2 separate regions of the Zea mays genome follow, and region 1 is linked to region 2. A link is a contact called in public Hi-C data. All regions are on one chromosome and are shown on one strand. Each heading gives the region's core, a stretch centred on a gene start, on an enhancer-like site or on the middle of the called end of the contact. The rest is flanking DNA. Distances are from core to core; before and after follow the strand shown.

What was found. A called contact is a pair of places that touch in the nucleus more often than the background predicts.
Region 1: a Hi-C map of leaf shows a contact between it and region 2, with 8 times the contacts expected there. The contact joins the enhancer-like site here to the promoter of LOC103640772 in region 2. A contact is called at or near these places in 2 of 25 Hi-C or Micro-C datasets (ear and leaf).

The regions. Positions count from the first base shown.
Region 1 is chr10:5,859,451-5,862,870 of Zm-B73-REFERENCE-NAM-5.0, reverse strand. No RefSeq gene overlaps it. Among protein-coding and RNA genes, the nearest start is that of LOC113509065, 47 kb to the right of the region's middle. Within about 2 kb of position 1,735, at least 16 of the 20 cell types and tissues checked have an H3K27ac peak or open chromatin away from gene starts, as enhancers often do. A contact at or near this core is called in ear and leaf, where this site is marked.
Region 2 is chr10:5,675,285-5,678,907 of Zm-B73-REFERENCE-NAM-5.0, reverse strand. LOC103640772 (pentatricopeptide repeat-containing protein At5g04780, mitochondrial) reads left to right here and starts at 1,985. Exons shown (of 5, transcript XM_020545970.2): 1 at 1,985-2,345; 2 at 3,492-3,610.

The DNA.
Region 1 (3,420 bases), core at 486-2,985, 180 kb before region 2:
CATTACCTTATGGTGGTACATGCTAAAATGTCCTGCTATACTGATTTAATCAATAAAAAACTATCTATCCTCAACTTCTTTCTTGTTTTCTGGGTCATCTTATTTTCAATTATTTGATCAATTTTTAACGACCAACATGTGGAGCCTTCTCGTGTGTCGTGGTCGGTGTCCTAATCCAACAATTTGTGAACTGCTCATATAATGTTGTTTAACTTAGCTTTTGGTTGGCCATGGTTTCATTGTTGATCGTTGTTGTCCCTTTGCTCTATGTTGCACTCTAGCACTATCGCAACCAATAGAGCTGGAGCTATAATCGGCCACTACGTTGAGGTGGGATTGTTTGCTCCCAACGCCAAGTCGAAGCCACCATGCCGCACACATCACTTTGGTTGAATACGAAGAACGTGCCACATGCGCTCCAGCTTGAATTTAGTTTCGCTAGACCAACTGTGAAAGCTATCTTTTGTTGCTTGGAGCATCTAGGTGTCATCTGATCCGCTTAACCAGGCAATAGACAAGTGGTTGTAGATGTCGTTGAATATGTGACCTTTCGGTTGCTTGTGTACCATTGATCCTTAAGTTGCTTGGTGGCGGAGTAGCTTGAATTCATTATCCCTGCTACTTATTCTCGTAGCGAGGAAGCTCGGTGGTACATGCTAAAATGCCCTGCTATACTGATTCAATCAATCAAAAAAACTATCTGTCCTCAATTTTTTTCTTGTTTTTTGGGTCATCTTATTTTGAATTATTTGGTCAATTTTTAACGGCCAATATGTGGAGCCTTCTCGTGTTGTGGTCGGTGTTCTAATCCAACAATTTGTGAACTGCTCATATAATTTTGTTTAACTTAGCTTTTGGTTGGCCATGCATGGTTTCGTTGTTGATCATTGTTGTACCTTTGCCCCGTGTTGCACTGTAGCACTATCGCGACCAATAGGGTTGGTGGTTCGATACTATCAGGCGATACGGAGCTATAATTGGCCACCACGTTGAGGTGGGATTGTTTGCTCCCAGCGCCGAAGTCGCAGCCACCATGTTGCACTTGCACACATCACTTTAGTTGAATACTAAGTACGCGCTACATGTGCTCCAGCTTGAATTCAGTTTCGCTAGACCTGTTGTGGAAGCTATCTTTTGTTGCTTGGAGCATCTAGGTGTCATCTGATCCGCTTGACCAGGCAATAGACAAGTGGTTGTAGATGCCGTTGAATATGTGACCTTTCGGTTGCTCGTGTACCATTGATCCTTAAGTTGCTTGGTGGCGGAGTATAGCTTGAATTCATTATCCCGGCTACTTATTCTCATAACGAGGAAACTCGGTAGTGGAGTTTCACGTGGTCGCTATTTAGCCATAAAATGCTAATCTTTTTTTTTTGGTGCCGTTGCCGTTAAAGGGGCCAACGGAGGGCATTATCACAATGAGAATCTTCTTTTTCATGAATAACGATAGCTATTTTTCTCCTATTGCAACGTCTATATCTCTATGGGCATGGTTGCTACTGTAATATATACGAGCATGAGCGTAGTTAGAGCGCGGACGATCAAACAATTCGGCGTGTTAATTTATTCGTCCTAACTAACTAACTATAATAATACTCCGTTGGCTAGTATGGTTGTAGTACAGGCTAATAAGTACTGTAGCAGGGATAATGAATACACCAGCAGTGTGCTAGTGTGACAGATAGCCAGAGCTACTCCGCCATTGGCTCTCGCCGCCGCTGCCTGCTGTGCACTTGTAGGTCATCGTCAGCTAGCAGGCAAAAAAAGTACACGCGCAGATCTGAAGATCATGCCTCTGCCTGCAGACAAAGAAAAGTGTCCCTCTGAAAGATACGGGCTAGCTAGCGAGCTCTGTAGTACGTCCTACAACGACTGTGTGTCCGTTCGTGTCGTCTGGATGCGTTGAGCTGTGGTTGTCGCCTTCTTCATTCGGGGTGGAGAGCCCTGGCTGCAGTCGTCTAGTCCCTCCGTAGAGTCCTAAAATACATTAAGTCCCTGTTTGTTTCCTTTTATTTTAAGGAATTGTAATTTTATTATTGAAATAGCCTATTTTTTAGAATATAACATTCCACCGCTTTCCAAAGTTATTATATAAGTTTATGAGTCTATCTTAAATTTATAAGGTGAGAGATGAAAATTGATTATATAGATTTAAATGCTATTTTTTCGATGTACAATTTATATCACACTATTCTACTTGATTCGTTATAACATTAATGTAGTATATAACTATATCTCATATGATTTAAGATAATATACAAATATATTACATATATAAATATATAAATTTAATTAGATTTGTTTAAATTATAATTATTAAAATAAAATTCAATTCTAACGAAACAAACGGGGTCTAACACAAAAGAAAAAAAAACTACGCATTACAAATTGAGAGTACCAAATATTCTGGAACAAATTTTAAATACTATAAAATTAATATGATTTTAAAAACAGCTAGGCGTTGCGCAGTTTCCAAACATAGAAGGCTGTCTGTCTGTCTGTTTGCAAGGCCCGCACACCGCAGGCCGCAGCCTACTACTAATCATTTGGGCAGCAGGCCTGCTGGCCAGGGATACATAGGCAATCTATCTACTAACTACCGGTGATTGCTGTCAGCTGCAATTCGCGCGCGGGAAAGACGATGAGACGGCTGGTTGCGGCGGTGGATGGCTGGCTCCAGCCTCCACCACTTGTTGTGGGGCTCTCCATTTATACCAGCTAGCTAGAATTAGAACTAGAACTAGAAGCTCATGCATGGTCACAGTAGTAGACAGAGACCATCAACTTATAGTGTGCTTTTAATTCGATGCTTCCAGCCTCAGACTCCATTAATTGTGCACTAGCTAGGTACTAGTGTATTATTTGTAAGCTGTTCATCTTTTCCCTCCCCTTTGAATTCTGATGAACTACTGCAAACTAGACTATCATCACTGATCGTTTGATAGCTCTTCCATTCCATCAACTAGTAGTAGCATCACAATCGATAGTCGATCCGATCCAAGCATATCCATCAGTGTACTACTGTGCACACGCATGATTTGTGTTAGCCCCTGTGTCGATCCATGCATCCATCCAGAGAAAAAAAAAAGCTAATTAAGGTTTCTGCAGCCAGTACAGATGCATGACGACAGAGACACACAACACATAATCTAGCTACGAACTGCAGGAAAAAAAACGTACGGCCTTGATTAGCTAGCTAGCGTGACTGTTTAAATTAATTGCATGGGTGGGAGACACCTGCGTGCATCTGCATAAAGAGCATATATGTTTCTAAACACTGCAATGCAAAAGCACGCATGCCGCTGCAAGCAGATGTCTATATATATTGCACACTGTTGAAGAGAAGAGGCAACCAATGCAAGCAGGGGGCCCGGCTGATCGGTCGAGATCGACAGGAAGTGAGGTGAATGGGTTCTGATG
Region 2 (3,623 bases), core at 736-3,235:
TTTGCGGTGGTGGCGCGGACGGTCCGCGCGTGCGCAGAATCAGTTAGGGTTCCGAGTTTCTCGCGAGATTTGTTAGCTAAAACCGCGGGATTAGCTCGGGAAACGACTTGTAGCGCATCCAGGCCTCCTCCTTTATATAGATGAAGACTACGACCAATTGAACACCCCACAATCGATCAAATCAAGTCTATTTCTCGTTTTTACCTGATGCATTAGGAGTAGTTCTAGTTTAACCTTCTTTTACCTCAAATCTTCATCTCTCTTCGGCTCTACGTCGACTAGAGACGTCTTGGGTGGCCCGCCGACGCCAAGACACACCCTACAATCTCTCCTCCCGATGGGGTCCCTCCCGAGATGCAAGATCTAGGTCTGCTGCGAAGAAGACTCTCTGCGCCATCGCGGACCGTCCGGACGTACGCAGAGGAGGAGTCGCTCCTGTGCCAGGTCGTGGACCGTCCGGTCCTATACTGCGGACCGTTCGCGCCTCTGCAGAGAGCACCACCAGATGGTCCTTTCTAGTGTTTGGCGCCCAGATCGGCGCCAACACAATCGACAGTGATATATTATTGCTGATTCGTGGCCTGAGTCCTCACCGTTGATTTTTTAGAACCTTACGTCATTTTTATATTTCTAAATTAAAAACCACCATTGATGGGTCAACAATTTATAGTGAAGTGGGTAGCAATCATGTGCTTACACTATTACATGCATTGCACCATCTGAACACTATGTGGATAAATTTATACCTCATAGCTACTCAAAATTGATTGTTCTATCTAACACAACAATTTTTATATACTTTATATGATTTCGTCATACATTCAGTGATTTTTAATATGTACTTTGCTAAAACCTTATCCGGAGTTATATCAACCCTTGCTACATCTTTTTGAGACATTACAAATCTATATTTAGTGAATCTCAATTTCTAATTCTAAGTGAATGTCATATTTTTCATCCACACATTAAATTTAGACTTTGCTTCTTATTATATATTCTATTAAAAATGTCAACTATATTTTGTTAAAATAGATTCTAGACCGTACCATACATTATATTCTTTGATATTACAGTGACATGACAATAGTTTCAATCTACACCGCAACACTTAAAATGTTGAATTATCTTCTATCCAAGAATCATATGTATAACGGCACTGTTTTATAAAAAATGGAGTTCTCACAGTTGGGTTCCAATTTTGGTATGCCAAGGTGTATACAAAGTAATAACTTACAGAAAATATTATGGTAGAGTTTGGTTTGTTAATGAAACAATTTCTCACCACCAATAAACTCTAAATGTATATATTAACCGTTAATATATATAATGTATACTTGTACTTTATGGCACCTGGCATTTATGTTTATTTTCAATTGAATATTGGTAGAACTCGGTAGTTTTGAAATATATATACTGTATTTTTTTCATTGTTTATTTTTAAGACAAACTGTAGCTATCAATTTAAGGACCTATTTTTTTGAAAAAAACTAAATTACTGGATCTAAAATTTTAGGTGATCTGATAACCCACACCCAAATATTTTCTCCATCCAGGAAAGAATGGAAGTCTCGTTTCCCAAGGAGTCAAAACATTCTAAATCTTCATAGGATTGCATAAGATAATATCTTCCACTATGTTTGTCATAAAAAACATTTGACGACTAATGTATTATTTTTTCTGAAGATCATATATATTAATAGTTTCTGTATATATTTAATCAAATTGGAGATTGTTTTTGGGGAAATATGGATCTGTTACTAGTTTACTACTAAAATATTATAACTTTAGATATATACCATTACTATCTTACTTATATGTGGGATTCACATGTGTCAATGACATGTAGAGTCTATGATTTATATCTAAAGTTATAATATTTTAATGGTATATATCTAATTATTCCTTGTTTTTGAGATTTTCCTCCTTTTGGGAGACGACAATCCGCAGAATACAAAACACACGTGCAGACAATGGGCCGAAACGTGCCATGAGTGCTCGGGCTTTAAGGAAGAGTCTCCATGCTATTGAGCTGCTAATCCTCGCTCTGTTTCGGGCCGTATGCCCCAGTCCGGACTCCGGAGTTCCCACACCAGCCCGCGGGCTCGATATTTGCTTTCGCAATTTCCTCTCGTCGCTCGCCGCTAGGCTCTAGCGCCTGGTCACTCGCAGTCGCAGCGGAGATTTTGGCCCCGTGTGCCGTGTTCGTGTTGCAGCCTGGTTCCGATCAACCGCTTCCTGGCTATCTCGGCGTCCTTCGAGCGCCGCTGCGGGTGCTGGCTCGGCGGGTGCGGCGACATCTGCTCCTGCGCCGAGGGTGTTCGACGGAATGACGCATAATGAGAGAGGTAGCCAGCGGTTCTTCTCTGACTGTACTTTTTTCCCCATTATCGAAATTGATGATTTGATGTGCTATAGTAGTGTCAGTGCTACGTAGGGCTGGACTGGACTGAAAATATGCCCTGCTGCTGCATGTAGAGTACAGTTTTGTGTGCTCCGTGTCTCTGCCATTCCCCTTTTGCAATCTTATTGCCTCTGAATTTCTGCATCATATGACCAGAGTCCCTGTGGTTTATTTTCGTTATGGGAGTTGGGTCCGTTTTTTTTTTCTTTTTGTAGAAGCCTGGTTGAGGTAAACTCTAAGTAAGGCCCCGTTTGGTTTGGAGTAACTAAAGTTTAGTCACTTTTAGTCCCTAAAGAAGCAAACATGGTGACTAAACTTTAGATCTTTAGTCACCTAAACTTTAGATCTTTAGTCACCAAGAGGGTGACTAAAAGGGACTAAATTAGGATTTTTAACTTATTTACTCTCTTCACTTTTTTCTTGCAACAAACATCCACTAATTATTAAGGGTAATACAGTCATTATTCACAGCGATTAATGCTCTTTAGTCCGATTTAGTCACTGAAACCAAACGGGGTACTTTAGCGACTAAAGTTTAGTCTAGTGACTAAAGGAACCAAACAGGCCCTAACTTGTGTTTTGTGGAACGCTGTTTAACGCCATCCTGATTCAGGGTGAGCTCATCTGGAAAATAAGAATATTACTGTTAGCAAAGCACTGAATTGTTTAATCCTTCGGTACTGTTGTTCTGTCATTCCAAATGGTCGTGCCCTAGCCCCTCTGATTTTATGGTTATCTAACAATTCTATTCAGTAAACAAATTCTGCAAGACTGAAAATGGACATGAAAAATGAGGCTATTATGACTGGAGTACTAGTGTTCAGTGTCACAATATAAGTGCTATGCTAAATTCAGCTCGCAAAGGTGTTAAACCTGCAGCTCCATTAGTTTAGCTCCTGATTTATTTTTTCAAATGTTTTTTTTCATTTTCAACCATTTGTACAGATTTTAGTGAAATCCGGTGTATTTTCTCATTTTGATTTATTTTAAACTTGCATTCCTTTTATGACGGGATGTAAATTTGATAGCAGAAGATATGTGAATGAGTATCACAAGGTTGCTACTTGTATTAACTTGCTATTTCTTTCAGCGATGCAATGCAAAAGTTTCTGATTTTCTGAAGGTGGACAAACATGCTGAAACATTCACAGTTCAGTCTGCAGAGAATTTTTTCTGCTCTTAGCGTCAAGCAAATTCCACTTCCTTTTTGTAAGTACAAATC